Regions from separate parts of the Mus musculus genome. Here all the other regions are linked to region 2. A link is a contact called in public HiChIP or PLAC-seq and capture Hi-C data. All regions are on one chromosome and are shown on one strand. The core of a region is the stretch at or near the end of the contact, and the rest is flanking DNA. Distances in the headings are between cores, read along the strand shown.

Region 1 (3,544 bases), core at 147-2,646, 440 kb after region 2:
TCTCCTCCCCTCCCTTTGTTCCCCTCCCTCTTCTCTCCTCCTCCTCTGTATTCCCTCCTCTCCTCTCCCCTCCTCTCCTCTCCTCTCCTCTCCTCTCCTCTCCTCTCCTCTCCTCTCCTCTCCTCTCCTCTCCTCTCCTCTCCTCTCCTCTCCTCTCCTCTCCTTCTCCCCCTTTCTTCCCCTCCCCTCCCTCCTCTTCTCTCTCCTCCTTTTCCTTCCCCTCCTCTCCCTCTTCTCTCTCCTCCCCCTTACTTCCCCCCTTCTTCTCTCTCCTCACCCTTCTCCATTACCTTTCCCCTGCTTCCTTTCCTTCTTCTTTCTCTCCCCTCTCCTCACCTGTAAGTAGCTTTAGGCAGCAGGGCTTCCAACCATGACAGACCTCAGCTTGGTCTTAGCTGTGAGCCCGAGCCGGCTGCCTGGGCACAGATTCTGGTCCACGGCCTCAGCATCTCCATCCGCCATGCGTGATCTACTCTTCCAGCCCCGTTGCAGCAGGCATGGTGATGCATGACACTCTCAACCAAAGCACTTGCTATGGATCACACAGGCCAAGGACTGTTATGTCTTCCTTCTGGAGGTTGAGGACTGGGATCTAGCCTGGTTGGGCTCCAGCTCTGCCATCTCCTAGCTGGGTAGCATAGGGTAAGAAACTTAACCTTTCTGTGCCCCAATTTCCTTACCAATAAACAAGGGTAATAAAAATACCTGTCCACAACCACCACTGCCGTAGGGAGGATGTAGTATCAAGTTCCTAGCACTGTGAAGGTTGTGTACTGAGTGCCCAGTACCCTGCCTTGTTCTTGGCTACTTCAACAATTCTGTTGCTGTCGGTGCCAATAAACTAGGCACTATATCAGGTGGTGGGGACAGACTGGGGAAGACAGGCAGCAGGCAGGACAGCGTGATACCTCTGTCAGTGCTTGCTGTGATGTGGAAACCCAGAGTAGTCTGTCAGGGGAGGTTTCTTCATCACGGAGAAGGAGCTGGAAGCCATCTGGCCACACTAGGGGCAAGAATAGCACTCAGAAGTAGGGAACAGCAGGCAAGAGGCCATAGGGCTTGCTACCGTCCCTACTGCGGGCAAAGATAACCAGCTGCGGGTGGGTCTTCAGGTCGGTCAGGAGTAACTTCCCCAGCAGCCTGGTTTCAAGGCTCCATTTGCGGCTCCAGTTGTGCGCCCAGACAAGGGGCGGGTCATTCCTAGTGGGCCGTTACCACCCAGGAGCCCAGCCTGGCTGGCAGGCGAAGCCTCCTCTGGGGGAGTGGCGGGGGGCCCACTCCACACAGCTGGCGCCCCCGCCCTCCCCAGGCTGTTTCCTGCTCCTCCCGCCCCTCCCCGCTCCAGCTGTTTCTCAGGCTGAGTTCTGTCCCTGTCCCCACACAGAACACAGGACAGAGGGAGGCTCTTAGGATGTTGTGCTCCGCGGGGCTCAGACGAAATCTTCTGTGAATGGAAGAAATGCTTCCAAGCAAACAGCCACTACCAGAACAACTGAGAAAGAGGCCAGAGCGCGAGTTCTCAAACCCTGAAGTCGCAGGAGCCGGAGGGGGATATTGGAGAGAAGGTACAGCACTTGGTTCTGAGTCCTGCAGAGGGCGGGAAGGGACGCGCAGGCAGGGACTGGAGCTCCTCTTTGGGTGTGTGTCAAAGGAAAAGTTTCTAGCATAGAATCAGAGCTGAAGAGCGACGCTGGTGTTTGTGAAAACCAGCGTGGCCACCGCAGGCCATCCGTGAGGATGAATCCTTCCTCGACTCAGAGCAAAGCCCACTTGTGCCGTGCCACAGACCACCCCCGTCAGGCTCTCCGGCTCCCGAGAGGACAGTTCAGTGGCTGCTGACAAAGGCTGGCCTTGGGGGCATGTAACTACTGTGAGGTCCACTTCTCTTTTTGTTTTTTAGTATTCTGAGTGACCAGCGCTGCCATGAACACTTTGTGGGATAGTTTTGCTTTGTGTATTAGTCCCGTGGATATATTCCCATAGGTGACCCCATATCACTGTGTGTGTGTGATGCTCTGTGTGATGTCCAGATGTGCAGGCAGAGGGAGAACGTGGGGTGTCTTCTTCTGTCACTCTCTGATTATCATAAGCCTTGTCAAGGTCTCTCATAGACCCAGAGAGAGGCAGAGGCAGGAGGATCTCTGTGAGTTCAAGGCCAGCCTGGTCTACAGAGTGAGTTCCAGGACAGCCAGGGCTACATGGAGAAACCATGTTTTAAAATTATTTTATTTTTAATTATATATATGCATGCCAATATCTATGTGGGTCTGTGCATGTGAGTGCACGTGAGTCCCGGACAAAAGAGGATCAACTTCCCCTACAGCTGGTGTTACATACAGATGCTGATGAAACCATGTCAATGCTGGGAATTGAACCTGGGTCTTCTGGAAGAACAGCTGGTACTCTTAACCACCGAGCCATCGCTCCAGTTCTTCACTACCCTTTTTTAAAGATATGTGAGCTGTCTGGTCATGGCAATTTCTTCCTGCTGACGCTGTACATGGCATGGCATAGGGGTGCAATAGCCTTGAAGCCTTCTTAACACTAGGGCTGCCTGCCTCTGCTTGAGATGCTTCTGCTTGCAACTCTTTATGTGATGGGGCAGGGTCTCTCGCTGGGACCCTGAGCTCACTGACTAGGCTTAGCTGGCTGGGCAGTGAGCCCTATGGATCTTCCTGACTTCTGCTTGCAACTCTTTATGTGATGTGGCTCAGAGAGGACAGGCCACAGGTCTGAGGTCACACAGTGAGGAAGTGGAGGAGGAGGAGGTCTTGTGTTTGCTGTGTCTTAAGAAAGCCTTGATTTCCCTTTAACTCTCTCTCCTTCCCCTTTCCAAGGGGATCTGTGGTTCTGGCTTCTGTCAAGGGCAAGGCTGGCTTGTCTCAGGACCTTGCTGCTGCCAGTGTGTGTGCCTGTTCACAGTTCACTCAAGCTGCAGAAGGGGCTGGCTCGGGACTCTCTTCTGAAAGGCTTAGCTTAAACTTGTGGGGTGTCTGGCATGTGCGAGATATCATCTGAGAGCCAAGGACAAGTGGCTCTGGACTCGCCCAACTCTTTGAGGAGTAGATGAACCCCATACAGGCTTCTATCTACCTCAACCCAGTAGAGAGGTCTCCGCACCCCCATATAGCTGCTTCCACATGGTCTTATAATCTGTCACTCATCTAGTCTGTCTCCTAGCAACCTGGGGCTCACTGAGGCACAGCTCAGTGTTATGTCCCTGGGGACCTCCATCCCCTCCCTAAGAGCTGTCCATGGAGAAGCTGGGCCCCAGTTTTAGCATCTGCAGAATGGGCTGGGAGACTGGACTATAGTCCTGCCTCTTAGATGCCTGATTACGAATGACATCTTGAGGTGGTTTTCTGGACTCGACCATGCCTCACGATGAGGGTTCTAGTAACACCCCCAGTTTGCAGATTAGAAACCCGAGGCCTTTTAGGGTTCTAGAGACAGACCACCACAGACTCTATAGGGCCCCGCAGCTCTAGATCTGGGTTTGTGCCTCAGTTTCCACATCTGTGAGACGGGGTTCTGAACAGGAGCT
Region 2 (3,899 bases), core at 553-3,052:
AGATTAGAAAAAAAAATCTCTTCCAAAGTTAGTATGAAGCCAAGCTGAGTGTTTCAGGAGAAACCATAAGAAACCAGATCGAATCAATCAGCTTGGAGCGGAGTTTGAGCCAGAACTGCTGAGTGGACCACCCAGCCAGAGTTCAGAAAGAGCTAGAAAGGGTGAGCTTATTCAGCAGCAAGTCTCAGATGCTGAAAACATTTCTAGGTCTAGATTAGATTGAACAGAGACTAGAAGCTTCCAGGACCAGGCCTAGGTTAGCAGACAGGGGCAGTAAACGTCAGAGACAACAATCATTTCTGGCAAATAATAGCTTCTTTTACAGGGGACTGGAGAGATGGTTGAGAGTACTGGCTGCTTTTCCAGAGGACCTGAATTTGGCTCCCAGCATCCACATGGTTGCTCATCACCAGCTGTATCTTCAGCTCTAGGGGATCTAACGCCCTCTTCTGGTCTCTGTAAGTATATGCATGTGCATGAGGCACACATACTATAAGTGCAGTCAAACAGCCATACACATACTATAAATATAAAGGTGGTGGGGGCTGGAGAGATGGCTCAGCAGCTAAGAACACTTGCTGCTCTTCCAGACGGCCTGTATCAGGGGCCTGAAACTCAAAGACTAGGGAATCAAATACCCTCTCCTGGCTTCTAGAGGTACCCTACTCCCCCAACAGGCATGAACATATATACGTACACACACATACACAGAACTTATAAAACATTAGGAAAGAACGTTCCTCTCTTCCTTCTGTCCCTGTGATCCTCCATCCAGTCATGGCTCTTGTCCATGGGAAGCATGGAAGTCACCATCTTGGAAGGTGAATATTTTTCTCCTTTCTCCACTTATTCACACCAGAGCCTGGAGTTCTCTAGGCTTCTGAGGAGCTATTTAAATGTACAGACAGCAGACCCACACCCAGGGGGCTTCATGGTCTTGGATGGAGTCAACTGATTATGCACAACTCTCTCTCTCTCTCTCTCTCTCTCTCTCTCTCTCTCTCTCTCTCTCTCTCCCAACAGCATCTCACCTCGTAGCCCTATCTGGCCCGGATCCCACAGAGATTCACCTGCCTCTGTCTCCAACTGCTGGGGATCCAAGTTGTGTACCACCATGCCTGGCTTGTTTAACTTTTGAGATGTGGTTTGATATGTGCCCCATCTGTCCCCAAGCTTTCTGGTAACCCAGGCAGCCTTTGAACTCACGATCCTCCTGCTTCGCCCTTCCTGTGCCACCACACCCAGGCATGATGGATGTTCACCCAGCATGCTCTTATGTGTCAGGCACATGCCTCTGGGCACTTGAGATGCATTTGAGAAAATTCAAGGAGCTCAAGGGAGGGTGGAGAATCTTCATTCAAAGGGAAGGGCATCAAGGCAGGGACTCTGCTGTTTACTTCTGAATCACAGGCCGCAAAGATCACAACGCTGGCTGAGTAACTGAGTTACCCTTCCGCCTTCTAGCCTTCAGTACCCAACAGGATCCTTTTCTGGGCCCTCAGCTCTGTGATAACAATCTTTTCAAACTGTTCTGCCATCAGCGTGCTACAGTGCCTGGTGGCACCTAATAGGTGCAGTGTAATACGTGGAGTACATTTCCAGAAATCTATACTCCGTTCTAGAGCTTAAGCTTCCGGGACATCAAACGGACATTAATCAATTCGTACAAATACTCAGGGAGGGAGGCTTCTTCTGGACGGTCGGGGTGTCCCGCAGACACCCCAATCAGAGGACCGTGGGCTCCTGGGAGCAGCAGGGCTCGCCCCGCCCCCTCCACCGCGCAGCCCTCCCCTCGTCCTCCGCCCACTCCTGTCGGTCTCCCGGCGGTGGCAGCGGCTGGCTTTGTCTCCCGGGCAGGGCTCCCTCCCCCAGCAGCTAGCTGCCCAGCGAGGAAGCGGTAGAGCTGTCCAGCATCCCGGTGCTGAAAGCCGGAGCACCGGCCCTTGCTCCACCATGTAAGGGTCATGCCCAGGCTCGCCCTGGCGCACCGCGGACATGGAGGAGGATCTGTTCCAGCTCAGGCAGTTGCCGTGAGTACCGCGGGGGGCGAAGGGAGGCTGGCAGGGCGCCCTTTAGAAGAGCAAAGCCTGCAGGGGTGCATCCCCGCACGGCCTCTTGGATTGGAAAATGCTGTTACAGACGGAAGAATTGGGCCTGGAGGAGACAAGCCATTTTCTCAGCCCAGCTTCTGTTTCTCATTCATTTCCCTACCCCCCCCCCCCCAAGATCTGTCAGGACCTTGTGGGAATCCTTAGTTTCTGTGTTTTCCCTTGGAAATCGCTCTCAACCCCGAAGGGGGTTTGAGGTCTAGGCTGTGAGAATGCATTGGATGCTGTTTGGAAATGTGGGCTGAATTGACAAGGGCTGACATCTGTCCCTTTCCAGCCTTTCTCCTATACTATGCAATTCCTGATTTTTCCCCCCTACAAGGTCTTTCGGAAAGGAACGGTGTGAGGTTGCAAACTGCTTTCTAAACAGCACGTATGCTTTCCTAGAGGAGAGGCTGTTTGTGTAGCACGTGAATGAGACGGCTTGTGAGTCCTGGCTTGAGACTCTTGTCTTCTGAATGAAAGGTTGGGGGGGGGGTAGCTAGCTGGAGTATGCTTTGGCTTGGACACACCAGGAATGCATTCCTTTGAGGTTGGAAAATTTCTGGGGATACCTACTTCACTGAGAATCTTGTGGGAACCACAGAGAGGCAGTGGAAAAGACAGAGAGGCCTTCAGAGGTATTTACAGATAGCTTTCCTGCCACAGCAATGGTGTTTTGTTAAAGCAAATTCCAGGATTCCCGTTTTAATTTTTAACTGGCAGGTGGAAGTCAATTCTGCTTGGGTCTGTTGAGAAGGACTGGGTATTGTTAGCATGTGTAACTTTAAAAATGGTGTGCCCCCCCAAACCTCAAGCCACGGAGGAACCCTCTCAAGTGACTTTTAGTGTGACTGGTCTGGCTCTCTGAGACTCTTGAGTGTTTGTGGGGGTTGCCATATTTACTTCTCAATTCGGTCAAATTATTTTTCATTACACAGCTTTCAGGAATTAAAATTGTACTTTTACGCTTCTGTTAATAGATCCATAAATACCCCCCAACTAATGACAGCTTCATTTCACGATGCTAAAGGGTACCCGCTTCTAATACCCCAAAGCAAAAAATATAACTCTCAGAACAGACAGCCCTCCTCAAGGAAATCATGCCACGCTCCCTGAGCTCAAACACTGTGTTCCCAGAGCCCAATGATCACCCCGAATACAAAGGCAACCCACAAACTGAAACAATGTTGCTCAGAATAAGAACACGTACTGGGATGTCAGCTTTTAGTGGAATGAATTTTCACACCCCAGCAGACCATGTGATCATGGCAAAGGACATATGTGCCTTTAGCTTTCCAGAATGTAGGCATCATGACATTACATACTAATTTTTTTTCCATAGCTAAAAGAGACTGAAAACTGGGGAACCAGGGTTTGTCTCATTCACACTCGAAATGAGCACTTGTCTACCATGCACAGGGCCTTGGGTACCATCCGTGGTGTGAAATATACAGAAAGAAATTATGAGACTAGGGAAACTTATATATGTATATATGTAATTAATTGAAGCTAGGTTGAGATGCAGGCCTGCCCTGTAATTCCAGCAATTGAGGGACTGAGTCTGGATAGCTTCTAGGCCAGCCTGAGCCACATGCTGTCTCAAAAACACTCATCATCATCGTCATCACCATTATCATCACCATCACCATCATTATCTGGGGAGGAGGGTACACACTGTTAGTTTCAGCACTCGGGAGGCAGAGACAGACAGATCTCTGTGAGTTCAAAGCCAGCTCTACAAGAACATGTTCCCGGACAGCCATGGGTATACAAAGAGAAATTTTGTCTGGACCCACCTCCCTCAATTCT
Region 3 (3,967 bases), core at 1,385-3,884, 480 kb before region 2:
CATTCAACCCTCAGACAGCTCTGAACTACTCATCCGGTGTGTTGCTCTTCTATCCGCCCCGCCCCACCCCCCCACCCCCACCTGCCCCTAGGTCAGGATCGCCACCCATTAAAGTTCTGTTACCATCTATAAACCTGTCTTCCACCAGGAGAGCCTGCCAGGGGCTCTGAGTAGCCCAGGGCCATCTCACATGAAGAAGGCTGGCTTTTTCACTATCTCTGGCAGGTGGGTTTCATGCTATATAACCCCCCCCCCCCCAGGGCTACAGATAGGAGCCTAGCAGGTATAAGGGAACAGGCTGGACTCACAAGGCCTGGCAGAAGTTACCACTGTGTTCAGTTCACCCAGGAAACCGTCCTAGGACAGGGGTGCCTCCCCTATGCCCAAGTCCTGGAGATTCTGAATGGGGTGGGGGGAGCACCGAGGCCAACCCACTGGAGCTGCCTGGCTGCGCATCATCACTTCTTTGACTTGAGCCTTGGGTTTCTCATCCACAAAATGGGTCACAGCACAATCCACTCCTGAGAAGCAGCTGAGATGCCGCAAAATGCCTGGCGCTCTGGAAGACGCCGGGTAAGCTGGCAACTCCCCACACACACCGCTCCCCCCCCCCCCCCCGTCTGGCGCTCACTGCCAAGCCCAGGGAGCAGAGGGAAAGGAACAGAAGGAGTTGCCCAACTCTGACAGCCTTTCCCTCTGCCTTGGCTGAGGGACTGTAAATACTCCACAGAGGGCCTCCAACCGCGTGTTTGTGTGTGTGTGTGTGTGTGTGTGTGTGTGTGTGTGTGTGTATCTCTGGCGCACACTCCAAGTTTGTTTCTAAGCTGGGAAGTGTTGAGAGAGGCCGGGCAAACAGCCCTGTGCCCACAGCCTCCCCTCTCCACTCCACCCCCAATCTGCTGTTGTGCCGCTGGCTGTCCTTGGAAGCTTGCGTGTAAAGAAACCCTTCAGCTGGAAACAGGATCACCCCACCAAACCTCCAAAGTGGCCTCCCCCCCCCACCCCGGTATTTATTGACCTGTTAATGGAAGAGCCTGGGAGGAGGCTGTAAAAATGGTCTGTAGAGAAACCCTGTCTCACCTGTCGTCCCCGCCCCCCCCCCCCATGGGAGCAACAATGCCAGCGTCTTCAATCTTTCCCCTAGAAACTTGACTGTGGCTATTTTACCCCCTATCTGGCCCTGGCAGTGATTGCTGGGATGGGCAAATGAGAGTAAGCAGGCTGTGGCTTGGGAGCTCTCTGGGCTCCATACTGTACAGGGCTGCTGCCAGAGTTCGGTGGGGAGAGGAGGGCTCTCAGCATCTCCACCTATCCCCCCTGGCCTGGTATTTGCTTAATGAGCATCTATTACACTGCTTGTCAAAGTCATCTTAAATGACAGAAGGGGAACAGCTAAGGCAGGAGTCCCAGCTGGACCATGGCCCCTTACCTTGAAGAGCAGGGGAGTTCCCTGAACTTACACAGACAGACAGACAGACAGACAGACAGACACACACACACACACCAGGAAGGTCCTGGCTCCCCTCTCTCTCTGGCTCAGGCAGGACATTCACCTTTTCAAGAGAAGCCTGTTTGAAGGCTGAAGCCCACATTTTTCTGGGGACCCTGGGAACTCCAGTTGCTGGCTGGGTACATGGTAGGGTTCATGGGGACCTCCTTTTAAGCATCCTGCTTAAAAGTAAGAGGTTGCTCTGTTTGGGAGTCTGGGAGACTCCAGACACTGCAGGAGACATAGGCAGAGTTCTGAACACCTGTCCTCAGGGGCAGGGACAGCTGGCACTGCCTGCCTCCCTCCCCCACCTCGAGTGGGGATTTAGGTCATAAGATTGCGGCCGGGGAGGACAGGGAGTTGGCCTTCACCTTCTACTACACCAAGGCATTCGGCCTTGGCCATTCTGGCTCCACTCAAAGCCAGCTGTGTTGTCACAATTCTGGTGACATCAAAGGTCGGGCAGTGATGTCACATGCAGCCCATTGGAACATGCTGTCTTTGTGAGTTATTTGTAACAATAGACACACAAATGTCTTGCCTGGAAAGACACCATCCTCAGACATGAAGTTTTGGGACTCCCTGTCTCTGAGCTCTGTCTCTTTAAGATCCCAAAGGTGGTTTTGTAGACCCCCTCCATGCTGGCCAACCCTGGCTGCCCCCAATCAATCTTTACAAAAGTACAAGATTCCCTAAGAATCTCCAGAGGACAGGGCCACCACCTTTGTTAGCTTCATGGGTGGGGTGCCTTTCCTCTGACAAATACCGATGTCAGTAGAATACCCACGAGGGTCCACAATCTCCACTCCAGCCAGTCCAAATAAGTTGTGTGGGCAGGACAAGGGTGGACAAGTAGCATTGCTGTCTCTGGGCACCCAACAACCTAGGGCCCTTTTAGGGCCAGTCCAGGTTGCCAGGTTGCGAGGAGCTGTCCCCAGCTCAAACCCAAAATTCTGCACCCCGCAACTCACCGTATCAGGCAGTCGGACGAAGGGCACCAAATCTCAGAGGCCACGACGCTCCGATCTGCGGGTTGCGGCCATGCAGGGGTGATAAAGATTGCTGGAGAAAGGCCCCCTTAGGGGGCCGATGTCTTTCTTCGTATGGAAAGGGGAGCCGTCGGTGAGGGCGATCCCTGCGTCCGGAAGCGCCGTCCGAAGTCGGAAAAAGGTTTTTTTTTCCCCCCTCTCAGTACCCGTCGCGTCCGCCTGGGACCCCGGCCGCTCGCGCGCTCAGGCGGCGCATCCTCGCAGGAGACTGTGCTCCATACGTCCGGCGGGAGGCGCTGCGCCTCCCTTCGGGGCCCGGCTCACCGCTGCAGCTCTGCCCGCGCCTCTCCCAGGGCGCCCTCTCCGTCCGCGCTGGGAGGCCGGCGGCCGCGGCCCCTCTCGCCAGCCCCAGCTGCAGCCTGTCTTTGTTGCTTCCTCTCGCTTGCCCTCCCGCCCTCGGCTTGCAGCTCCCGGCTTTGCTCAGAGGTGGAGAGTCCGTCTCCTCGGAGGGTTGCACGCACCTGCAGCGGCCCGGGCTCCTCGCCCGGCGTGCACCGGCCCCCGCAGGTTGCAGAGAGCAGCGCCGAGAATGAGCCGGCCCCTCCTCCTCCTGCTCCGAGCTCCGGGTGTGGGGGGAGGGGAAGCCGGCGAGCAGCGGCAGTGGCAGCCGCAGCGAGCGGCAGAGACTGGGATGTAGCCTCGCGGGCCTTGGCGCTGAGGACCAGCAGATCCAGCAGGCGCAGGGCAGACTCGGGGATGGAGAGCCGTGCACCCGGTATGGTGCTCGAGCGCCGCAGCAGCGGTCGGCGCACAGGTCTCTCCCGTGCCCGTGGCCCGGGACGGTTCGCGGGGCTCCCGGAGCCGCAACCTCGCGCTGCCCAGCACCCTCGCCTAGCCTCGGGCCCGGCTCTTCGCCCGGCCTGGCCGGCGCGCGCAGCCTCTTCGCAGAGCTGCCGGCCCGGCAATGCTGCCCGCTGCTCCGCTCCGGCACGACTGACAGGCGCGGGCGCCCGCTCCTGCCGCTGCGTCTCACCCCCGGTCCGCCCCCCGCGTTACGGCCCAATCAGCTGCAGCCGAGAGGCGGTTACCACGGTGACGCGGCGCCGCGTCCTCCGCGAGGCGGGGCTGGGGGCCGCCACGCGCGCTTTTCGCGGCAAAATTCAAAGGCCGGCAGGGCGGCTCTCCAACCTTTTTCCCCAAGCGGGGATGAGGCGGGTCCTGCTCCTAGAGGACTACAACTCCCGGCTTGCTGCGAGCCTAAAACAGGCGAAGGAGTCCCGATTGGAAGGGCAAGGCATGCTGGTTGTTGTAGTCCCTTTGTCGAAGACCTAAAGGGTTGAAAGCAGGTAATCCTATTCACTGAGTACCTGTTTGAGGGTAGGTACTATGCATTATTCCGTTTACTCTTGGAACAGGCCCTATGAGGAGTGTGTTAAAGATAGTAAAAATAGGTTGGGGTGACACCAAATGGTAAAGGGTGCGGTTTGCA

Evidence for each region. HiChIP or PLAC-seq counts read pairs in DNA pulled down with a chosen protein or histone mark. Capture Hi-C pulls out chosen DNA fragments and counts their contacts.
Region 1: a contact with region 2 is called in an H3K27ac HiChIP or PLAC-seq map of microglia, with 5 times the contacts expected there. The contact joins the promoter of Cmklr1 here to the promoter of Svop in region 2. A contact is called at or near these places in 1 of 115 datasets of contacts at active chromatin or transcription factors (microglia) and 1 of 9 other capture datasets (adipose tissue).
Region 3: a capture Hi-C map of embryonic stem cells shows a contact between it and region 2, with 2.1 times the contacts expected there. The contact joins the promoter of Fam222a here to the promoter of Svop in region 2. A contact is called at or near these places in 1 of 39 promoter capture datasets (pre-B cells) and 1 of 9 other capture datasets (embryonic stem cells).

What each region holds. Positions count from the first base shown.
Region 1 is chr5:113,648,242-113,651,785 of GRCm38.p6, reverse strand. It overlaps Cmklr1 (chemokine-like receptor 1), which reads left to right and starts at 1,396. Exons shown (of 3, transcript NM_008153.3): 1 at 1,396-1,565. Gm52823 (a long non-coding RNA gene) reads right to left here and starts at 1,042. Exons shown (of 3, transcript XR_003955975.1): 1 at 909-1,042; 2 at 337-628.
Region 2 is chr5:114,089,283-114,093,181 of GRCm38.p6, reverse strand. Svop (SV2 related protein) reads left to right here and starts at 1,802. Exons shown (of 16, transcript NM_026805.1): 1 at 1,802-2,030. The coding sequence starts at 1,996. It overlaps Gm16108 (predicted gene 16108), which reads right to left. Exons shown (of 3, transcript NR_166617.1): 3 at 3,298-3,745.
Region 3 is chr5:114,566,918-114,570,884 of GRCm38.p6, reverse strand. Fam222a (family with sequence similarity 222, member A) reads right to left here and starts at 2,634. Exons shown (of 3, transcript NM_001004180.1): 1 at 2,461-2,634.